2 separate regions of the Mus musculus genome follow, and region 1 is linked to region 2. A link is a contact called in public Hi-C data. All regions are on one chromosome and are shown on one strand. Each heading gives the region's core, a stretch centred on a gene start, on an enhancer-like site or on the middle of the called end of the contact. The rest is flanking DNA. Distances are from core to core; before and after follow the strand shown.

What was found. Hi-C and Micro-C count contacts between places; a contact is called where the count stands out from the background.
Region 1: a contact with region 2 is called in a Hi-C map of Sertoli cells, with 2.4 times the contacts expected there. The contact joins two enhancer-like sites. A contact is called at or near these places in 1 of 15 datasets of contacts at CTCF or cohesin (the NIH/3T3 cell line), 10 of 484 Hi-C or Micro-C datasets (the C2C12 cell line, Sertoli cells, granulosa cells and 6 more) and 1 of 115 datasets of contacts at active chromatin or transcription factors (the 230-238 cell line).

Annotation. Positions count from the first base shown.
Region 1 is chr3:148,731,087-148,735,581 of GRCm38.p6, reverse strand. No RefSeq gene overlaps it. Among named protein-coding and RNA genes, the nearest start is that of Adgrl2, 220 kb to the left of the region's middle. Within about 2 kb of position 1,576, at least 39 of the 459 cell types and tissues checked have an H3K27ac peak or open chromatin away from gene starts, as enhancers often do. A contact at or near this core is called in Sertoli cells, where this site is marked.
Region 2 is chr3:148,677,946-148,682,771 of GRCm38.p6, reverse strand. No RefSeq gene overlaps it. Among named protein-coding and RNA genes, the nearest start is that of Adgrl2, 270 kb to the left of the region's middle. Within about 2 kb of position 2,356, at least 16 of the 459 cell types and tissues checked have an H3K27ac peak or open chromatin away from gene starts, as enhancers often do. A contact at or near this core is called in Sertoli cells, where this site is marked.

The DNA of each region.
Region 1 (4,495 bases), core at 327-2,826, 54 kb before region 2:
TTGGCTGTGTAGATTCCCCAGGAAAAAAAAAAAGGGCAATTTGGTGTTGGGAGCTGAGAAGCCTCAGAAAATACAGTAGGGAAGAGAAAGAGTTGGGAGGAGAAGGTTGTCTTCTCAGCTAGCTGTGTTCTTGCCCTATTGAGGCTCTCTGCAGTAATTACAAATGAGAAAATTTCATTCAACTCCCATCACACCCATCGGTTCCACCCACACAACAGCTCCTAATATTTTCCTAACTTTATCCTTCTCAGTTTCTCCATTATAAAATGCAGGGTTTCAACAGATGATCTATAAAATCCCAGACAGTTTAATAAAATTCTGATTATATAATGCTTTTGCCTTCTAAATCCCTGCCTTATCAGCTGGCTCAGAGAGGAGAACTTGGCCTAATCCAAATATGTACGTGTGTGTGTGTGTGTGTGTGTGTGTGTGTATCCACAAATGTCTTTTCCAAGATTTAAGAAAGATCTAAAAGGAAGAAAGAAAAAAAAATAGAACCACAAGAATTTTAACACTATAAAACCTATTAAATAATTAAGTAAATAGGTATTTTAATTATATACAAAATGTAGAAAACAGAACAAACAATAAAAGTAAAAGTCTTATGTGACTTTAACATTTTATTTCTCTGTATAAGCATGTGGTTGTGCTATTCTATAGCTTATTTTTCCCTTAACAGTGAATTTTAAAAATAACCCCTCGTGTGTCCAATGTACTTTGGAATATATATCATTCTGTGTCCTACAGGAAATAAAGTGGAATTGACTTTTAATTTGGAATATATTTCTTAGTTCCATTCTTTTTTCAATATTGCTTAACAGGTCTAGTTTTGTCTTCAAGTTTCCACCCGACTTTGGATTGTCTGTGAACAACGAAGCAGGCTGCAGTGCCTGCCACATCTGCTGGGGGATGTAATCGTTAATGACAAGAACATAGCTCAGTTATTTTCGAAGGTCAAGATTGGCAGTAAACAGGGCAGAGACATTTGCAGAGAGCAAAGAAAAAAGGAAGGAGGGAGGGAGAGGGTAGAGTGGAGGGAGCCAGGGTGAATGGCTTACACATCTATGGGGCTCTCAGGTAAAATGATCTTCTCGTCTCCTCTTTGGCTGCCCAGCGCTGACCTCATCGGAGGGACGTAATCAAACAATATCGCTTTATATTCATTCTTGCAAAAGTCTTTGCACGGTGCAGAGGAGATTATGAGAGTCATTCTACACCCCACGCAGAATGTTATTATTTTACTATGTGGTTTGGAACCGGGGTGTGAAATTCCCCTTCGCTGGAGATGGAGAAGAATGGAATGTAATTTCTCAATTGGGAACACAATCTTAAAAGAACAACCAGCTTTAAAACAAAACTTCCTCACTCCTCAAACTCAGGAAACTTTAGCAAGAAGGTGACACCCTGCTTTAGTCAATGCAGTGGCCTTCTCCCCAGGAGAATATCTCTATTTTGCGAGTTCCCAAGTTCCTTTCATTGCTTTGTTTCTGTTTGGCAGGGCTGACCAGTTGACCTTCAAAAGGTAAGCTGGAAAGATTTGAAAGTGTGGGCATGGCTTCCTTCTGTCTCAGTGCTGTCCAAGCCACTAGACAGCGTTCAGTTGCTTTTTGATGCCACTCAATCAGAGCATAAGTATGCTAGCAGGGTTTAGGCTCAATATTCATGAACGAACTATTTTTATTTTTATAAATATGCTTGGCACAAATCAATACAAGTCAGCCCAGAGAAATAAAATCAGTATTATCTACAGTGGCCAGTGCACCACTTTTACCCCTCCAACTCTTCATTTCCTTGGAAGGCTAGTCGGCTTAGCCAGGCTCAGAAAAGCAGGCAGCGTGATTGTGAGCCCTCTTCGCTCAGCAGCTGCAGATAACTGCCCTTGTGGAGAGCGCTTAATCTCTCTGAGTTTCACTTTACAGCCCAGTGGAAAACCAGTACAGAAATATTAACTGAACTCTCAAGTGATTTGGTAGAAAGCAGCAAAAATTATAGAAGACAGATCACATGCGCTAGGCAAACATCCAAGGATAATTCGCTTCCTCTTTAATGGTTTTAAATCTTGGATGTTTGTTAAACAAATGATCCTTTCTCTGCACCGCCGTTTGCACACACAGCACAGGGCCTCAGGATGAGTGGCAGCCTTTGTCTTGGCCGTACCTGATCATCGTTAATGTTCTCGGTCTGCATCTTGTAGCCTGCCCAGGGGTGTCATTATCACAGACTCTCAGAGCCAACTACTACAGGCCCGATTGCCAGACTACGGAGTCAACCATGTTTTTTGTTTTTCTTTTGTTTTTCAAGAAAAAATAAGCTTGATAATGGTAATGGCACACTTTGAAACATCTGGAGTGTAGAAAAGATCTGTTTTTGGAACTTCCATTGCTTGCTTGTTCAACGTTTATACGTGGAGTTTACTCTCTGTAGTCCCCGGTTTTCCATTTGGGGAATTAAGGTTATAGTACTAGAAAAGAAAGGCCAGGTCTATGGTGTTAATTGGGAGATAAATACTGGAGCCAAGTAACAAAGTATGCAATGAGAGTCAAGGAGGGCTTTGGAAGACTCTGCCCATGGGGAAATGCCTGGACTGCAGGGGCAAGGATTCTTTCTGAGAACTGGTTTCACTGATAGAATCAGGCTGTCTACCTTGCCAGCCCTGACTCCAGCCAGTGCCACTGGTAACTTCCTACACTTGTCGCCACATGATTCTCTCCCCATCTTCCTGCAAAAACAGAGCTTTCACTTTTATACTTTAGTCACACTGATAAGCAAGTAGACTATTTGTTTCTATCCTTGAAACATACTAAAGGCGCTGGAGAGCTGGCTCAGTGGCTTGCAGCACTTATTGCTCTTGCAGAGGTCCTAGGCTTGGTTGTGAGCAACCACAAGGAAGCTCACAACCATCTATAATTCCAGGCCCAGGGGATCTGAGATTCTTCTGACCTCTTAAGGCTATTGTATGCATGTGGCGCACGTACATGCACACAGATACACATGCATATGCATTAGAAATAAAATAAAGATTCTGATAATATTTGAGCGGCAGATACGGCTCAGTAACTAAGAGTGTTTGCTACATGACCATAGAGACCTGCATTCAAATCCTCTGAACCCGTGTAAAGGTCAGCTGTACTCATGTACCTGTTACCTCAGTGCCATGGGAGGCAGAGATAGGAGGGGCTTGCTGGATAGGAGCCTAACTCTAGGTTCAGTAAAAGGGCCTGTCTACAGCGAGTATGGGGGAGAGAGGTAGAGGGTACTGACAGTCTCTTTGAACCTCACTGTACACAGACGCAAGCACACTTACACACATGTGCATACATCTAACACACACACACACACACACACACACACACACACACACACACACACACACACACTATCCCATCCACATCAAAACCCTCTCTGGGTGCAACATCACTTAACCTCTGCTTTTTTACATTGGGATTTTCTTGCCTTTGTTTGCTGTGTCTTCTTTCTCTTTCGGAGGCAGGCTAACCAAGCTTTCCCTGTCCCCCTCCCAGAAGCTCTCTTATCAAAGTCCCTGATAACTGCAGCACCGATAAAGTTTCCGGCTAGTTTTATAGCCCTAAACCATCAGGAGTATTAGCAGGGTTGATCATCATAGTCTTTGAAGTATCTGCTTCAGTTAGAATGTAGGGTGGTACTGACCTTGAACTTTGTCCTTCACCATGGACCCTGCTTTCCTTCCCTTTCCTCTTCTCCGCCTTCATTGACTGTTTAGGTAACTCAATAGACTTCAGTACCACTTCCTCATCAAGTCTCTTTAACCTCCCTTTCCAGTCCAGAGACCAAGACTCTTACCTAAGGGCCTTTCTGTGTATTTGACTTGTCTCAAAGGAAACAGTAGTAAGGATGGACAAAGAGAGCCTCCTTGGGAAAATAAAATAAACCACAGAATAACTCCACAAAGACCCGAAACCGAAACACACAACGACTGCAAGAACATTGCAGCCCTAGAAATGGTTTTCTGAGAGAAACAGCTCCTCTCAGTTTTGGGCCACTGTCTCCAGGGTCATTAGGCAGTAATAGCATCACTTCAAGAAGTTACTAGGGGACTACTTCTGATTTGCACAGTAGTCCAGAATCCACAATAGTAGGAAAAAAAAAAGACTTTTATACTCCTTTGGTAATCTAGCAGTGTTGATGACTGGAAAGATCTTTTTGAGGCACATGTATGCATTGTGTGAATCTCATCTTTGAAGTAGCTTCTACCTGTCATTGAGGAAGGGAGTGGGTGAAGCATGGCTTTGTCTAATTTATTTATGAAATAACACACTTTTCTATCATTGAAGAATTATTAAATTCACATTTTGGCAGAATGTAAGCTAACCCTCAACAAAGTGAAATTGAGCATATCAAACAGTGTGATGTTTTATCAGATATCAAAAAGATTAATGTGTCTAAGAAGGCTGAAAAAGCAAACACTGTATAAACAAAATAAACAGTAGTAGATATTTGAGAAATTTTACTCAGT
Region 2 (4,826 bases), core at 1,107-3,606:
ATTCCAATAATGAAGGCTGACCCTAATTATTCAGGTTAGCGTCATTACTTGTTTCTGCCCAGATTAACTTCCAATCATTCCACATTAAGAAAAACATGTTTTCTGGCTTGTAAAATCTGGCCAAATAGCTAGTGACCGCAGTATTCCATAACAAAGAGAAGAACTAATGAGCGGCTGTCCAGTTCAGAGAGCGGCAGCTGAGCTGAACAGTACACTCAGCGGTATCTCTGCTGCTTAGTAACATTCCCTAAAAGAAATTAAACTTTTTGTATTCTTGATTTTTAGAAAAATGACAGAAATTGTTGAGTAGTTTTTTGGCCAGATTTTACAAGCCAGAAAACATGCTTTTCTTAATGTGGAATGATTGGAAGTCAATCTGAGCAGAAACAAGTAATGACACTAACCTGAATAGTTAGGGTCGGACTTCATTTTTGAAATGCGGTCAGTTCTTTCAATTCTCTTGGTGCTCCAAGGCTGAAAAAAAAAAAAAAAAAACACTGTAGGATTTGAACTCTGAGCTTAGTAAAAGGTACCCTAACCACCTGCAAATGGGTCCACAATTTAGCCAGAAAAATGCTAATCAGCTGCCCAATATGGTTGCAGGTTATTTTAGGGTGGTCAATTGTTAGTTTTAAGATTTTATTATTAGATTTATTTATCCTTGTTTTTATTTATCTGTTTATTTGTTTATTTATTTGCTGGTTTTGCCTGCTTATACCAATGTGCACCAGATTTGTGTCTGGTATTTGTAGATCTCAGAAGAGATGGGCAAATCTTCAGAAATTAGCTATGGATTATTGTGAGCTGCGATGTGGGTGGTGGGGACTGAGCTAGGGTCCTCTAGAAGAGCAGCCAGGGCTCCTAACCACTGAGTGTCCCCACCCAGAAGTTGACATTTTTCAAAAGCTAATATTTGCAGCTTTTAACTAGCTATTTCTTTATACTAATTATAGTATAGTTCATAGTAATGTTGCCATTTAGTGGAAGGCAGCCTGAGGTGGAATTGTCAGCCTCATTCATTTCTTCAATAAATAGTCAGAGTGTACTTCTTGCTGTGTGGTCTGGGCTAGAGGACAGTTTCTATTCTTTCTAATCCTGCTTTTTGTTAAGTATAAATTTATATGACTCTTCATTACAATTCACTCAGTATGATTCTGATTTTGCTATAGCAATAGAGGGAACATTTCTAGTTTATTTGTAAGAGGTATCTTTTATAATTTGTTGTTGCTTTGTTTCATTTTATTTTATTCATTTTATCTTACTTTATTGAGACAAGTCTGGCCTTGGACTCATTCTGGAGACCAGGGTGGCCTTGGACTCACAGATATCTGACAAACCCTGCCTCCCAAGTTCTGGGATCAAAGGTGTATACCCTCATGTCTGGTTCAAATTATACAGTTGGCTAGCAGTGATTCCACTGGTTTTGTTTGTGGTCCTAGGATTCTGATAGACTCTTTTGATCCTTGGGATCATGTGGGGTGGTGTACACAGATACAGTAAGGGGATGCCCTGCCAGTTTCTCTGGGAAGTTACTTTAAGCTTTCTTATCAAAGCTGGGGCCGAGTGACGTCATTAACAATTGAAAAGTAAATTAAAATGGCAACAGAGCCTCATTTTCAGAACAACACCGGATTTTGTGGCTTTGTTTCCTTCTCATGTTTCTATCCAGACAATTGGAAGTGTGGTTGCCTTAGATTCATACACATAGAACCTAAGACTAATCAGGAAGTGAAGTTCACCAACTAGAGTGCCCTGTGGCCACTTGGCACCCGCCCGTGGTCTCTCAGCAGTCGGAATACTCCTTTAAAGGACTTTAACTTAACCTTGAGATTGCAACCACCCGTTTGTGTTTGGAGCACTGCCATGCGACCTTGGGAAAATCCCGGCTCTAAATAGCAGCAGAAAGGAGACATCATTTCAAGTGCACATAAATGAGGGTTAAATGGACCACTGCACACAAAGTGTTTATCATGGCGCCTCATCTGCGCCTAGAATCCTATTGATAGCTTCTATTTTGTAGGTATATATTCACAAAACCCTCTACCTTCACTTGTCACTGTTCTGCCATTGTTGTCAGTTTAAAATTTAACCCTATCAGCTGGGAGAGATACGAGATAAATACATAGCTTTTGTGAAATATATGAGTATCTGAGTGTTACTGAATTCCCTAATGCATGCAGTTTCTTCTATTTATGAGAACAGAATTTTTCTGTTTTGTATTTTTTAAGACTTTTATAGGTAGAGCCATGCAAATCTTTGTTTTATATTAAGATATATATGGATACAAGACTACAGAGAGATGAATAGCAGAGCCCTGTGTTACTAGAGTGAGTAGGCTTTCTGGAAGGCTGTCATTTGCTAGCTATGTGACCTTGGGGTATTATCGTTTTGTGCCTGTTTATTCATCTGAAAAAAAAGTGGGTGGTGGCATAACAATTTTTTTTTCTCAGTAATGTTACAAAGTCTAAATACTGAAATGTACGTCAAGTTCCTAGAACACACAGTCAATACTTAGTAAATACTGGCTATTACAAACATGACTCATTGTGAATGATTTAAATATAGCTACTGTGTGTGTGTGTGTGTGTGTGTGTGTGTGTGTGTGTGTGTGTGTGTGTGTGCATGTTGAGGCTTAGAATTACAAAGTGCTAAATCAGGAAAATAATATTAGCGCTCGTATTCCATACATTCATCTCTCCCAGTTTTAATAATATATCCAATAACTATCTATGTTCAGCAATAGAGTGTTCAGTCATAGAGATAATGGTGTCAGGTATAAATGGCACAATTAAAAACACTACGGGAGCTAACTTACTCCGAAAGTTGCAATGCGAATATTCCTTCCTAAGAGCCTCATGGATGCACAGCGAGGGAGCATGAGAGCATCTTATTTTATTCCCTGATGGGAATCTATCCACATCAAATATACAGCATCCTTCTGCTGGCGGGCAACCTCTGCTGAGACTCCCGGCCTCATCATCCCGGCCTTTTAGAGACGGAGATAGCTGGGCATTGATTTCAATTTTTAAGGAGTCAATACATTATAAGTGTAAGTTAAAAGGGGAAGGATACCATGTGGTTCTTAGAGATATTTTGGGCTATGTCTAGTTTAAGACTACTAATATTAACACATATTTGGAGCTAAGCTCATGTATTATTGTCAAATGCTATTTCTACGGCATCTAAAGTGTTTCAAAATAGAATTTATGCAGTTTGTTTCAGGACTATGAAATTAATTTGTTCGTTGGTTCATGGAAAAGCCACTCAATAGGCAATCATGCTATGCTAAACACTCTCCTAGGCACAGGGGCACAAAGATGAGAACACGTTTCTGACCTTGGGAGATCTGACTCTGTCAGGACAGAAGGGAAAAGAAAAGAACTTTCAAACAATAGACACGGGGTTAAGTTTATAAGGAAGACCAAGAAGACAGGAGAAAGGTTTCAAATTACAGCCAAGAGCAGGGAGTGGTTTGTATAGGCTTGACCCAGGGAGTGGCACTATTTGGAGGTGTGGCCTTGTTGGAGTAGGTGTGTCACTGTGGGTTGGGACCCTCATCCTAGCTGCCTGGAAGTGAGTATTCTTCTAGCAGCCTTCAGATGAAGATGTTGGACTCAGCTCTTCCTGCACTATGCCTGCCTGGATGCTGCCATGCTCCCGCCTTAATGATAATGGACTGAACTTCTAAACCTGTAAGCCAGCCCAGACGAGCCTTGGTCATGGTGTCTTCACAGCAGTCACACCTTACTTACCTAAGAAAGGGAGTCACTAAAATCTTTTTAAGAGCTGAAACTCGGAGCAGTGGGCTGAGTAAGCTAATTTTGGCTTCTGTTGGACAATGGACTTTGGGCCAGTTGGGGAGAGCAGGTATATCAGGTCTAAGGGGATAATGACATGGGTAGGGAATGGCTGAACTGCTTGTGGAGCAGTGAGTATTCCCCATGAAGGGAACATAATAATCACTTTAGTTTCTTGAGGTGACGCTCTAGTGGCAGAGCACTGTGTAAACATCTGTAAGACCCTAGGGTTAAATCCCAGCACCACAAAACCCGAGAAAATTCCATGCTTCTCTCAGGCTTGGAGAAGCCCAGTTGCTGAGGGTACACTGAAGCATTAGGAGAACCTTGGACTAGAGTAGGATGAGAGGACCCCCTACTGTGAGCTACCCTGGGCAGCAAAAGCAGTCTGCTTAGACGGCTTTCTTCTGTAGAGAGCAAGATAGTGAACCAGACAGATCTGCTGTCCCAACAAGCAGCCATGTCTAGTTCCTGGCTGGGAGGGTTTGCACAGTAGATGTTTATTAGGCCCTGGAAGCTCCTTGAATGGGTACAAAGGGAGCTGTTAAGGGCAGTGAGCTGGCTCGGGCGCAGGGTCTCTAACTAAACTGATGAGTTTGAACTGTGTCCCCAAAGCTTCGGGGAGTCATCATGGCTTTTAAGCAGGGCAATGGCACCATTAGGCTTGAATTTTAAAAGCTCTTGTTGGCCTCTCTAATCTAACTGGACCGCAACTTTGTGTGCCTGAAGGGACCACCATGAGCTTACAGTGTTTTTAAGACTGGTGGTCACTCAGGCTGCCGAAGAGACTGGGGTCGCCACAGCCTTGGAGAGGCCATCTGGGGAGGTCTTAAAGGTGGCTGAAGGAATGTTGCTGGTTGAAGGAGAAGGAGACAGAAGCAGAGCCTGCGGAGAATTCCCTGAGCCTGCCTCAGAAACTGGTAGTGGCACTGTGAGCATGAGGGGGTCAGAGCCAGTACAGGGGAAGAGAAAGGCTGATTTCAGGGGCACTGGGCTTGGTTTTGGGAGCTTTGCTGTAAACATAAGTGG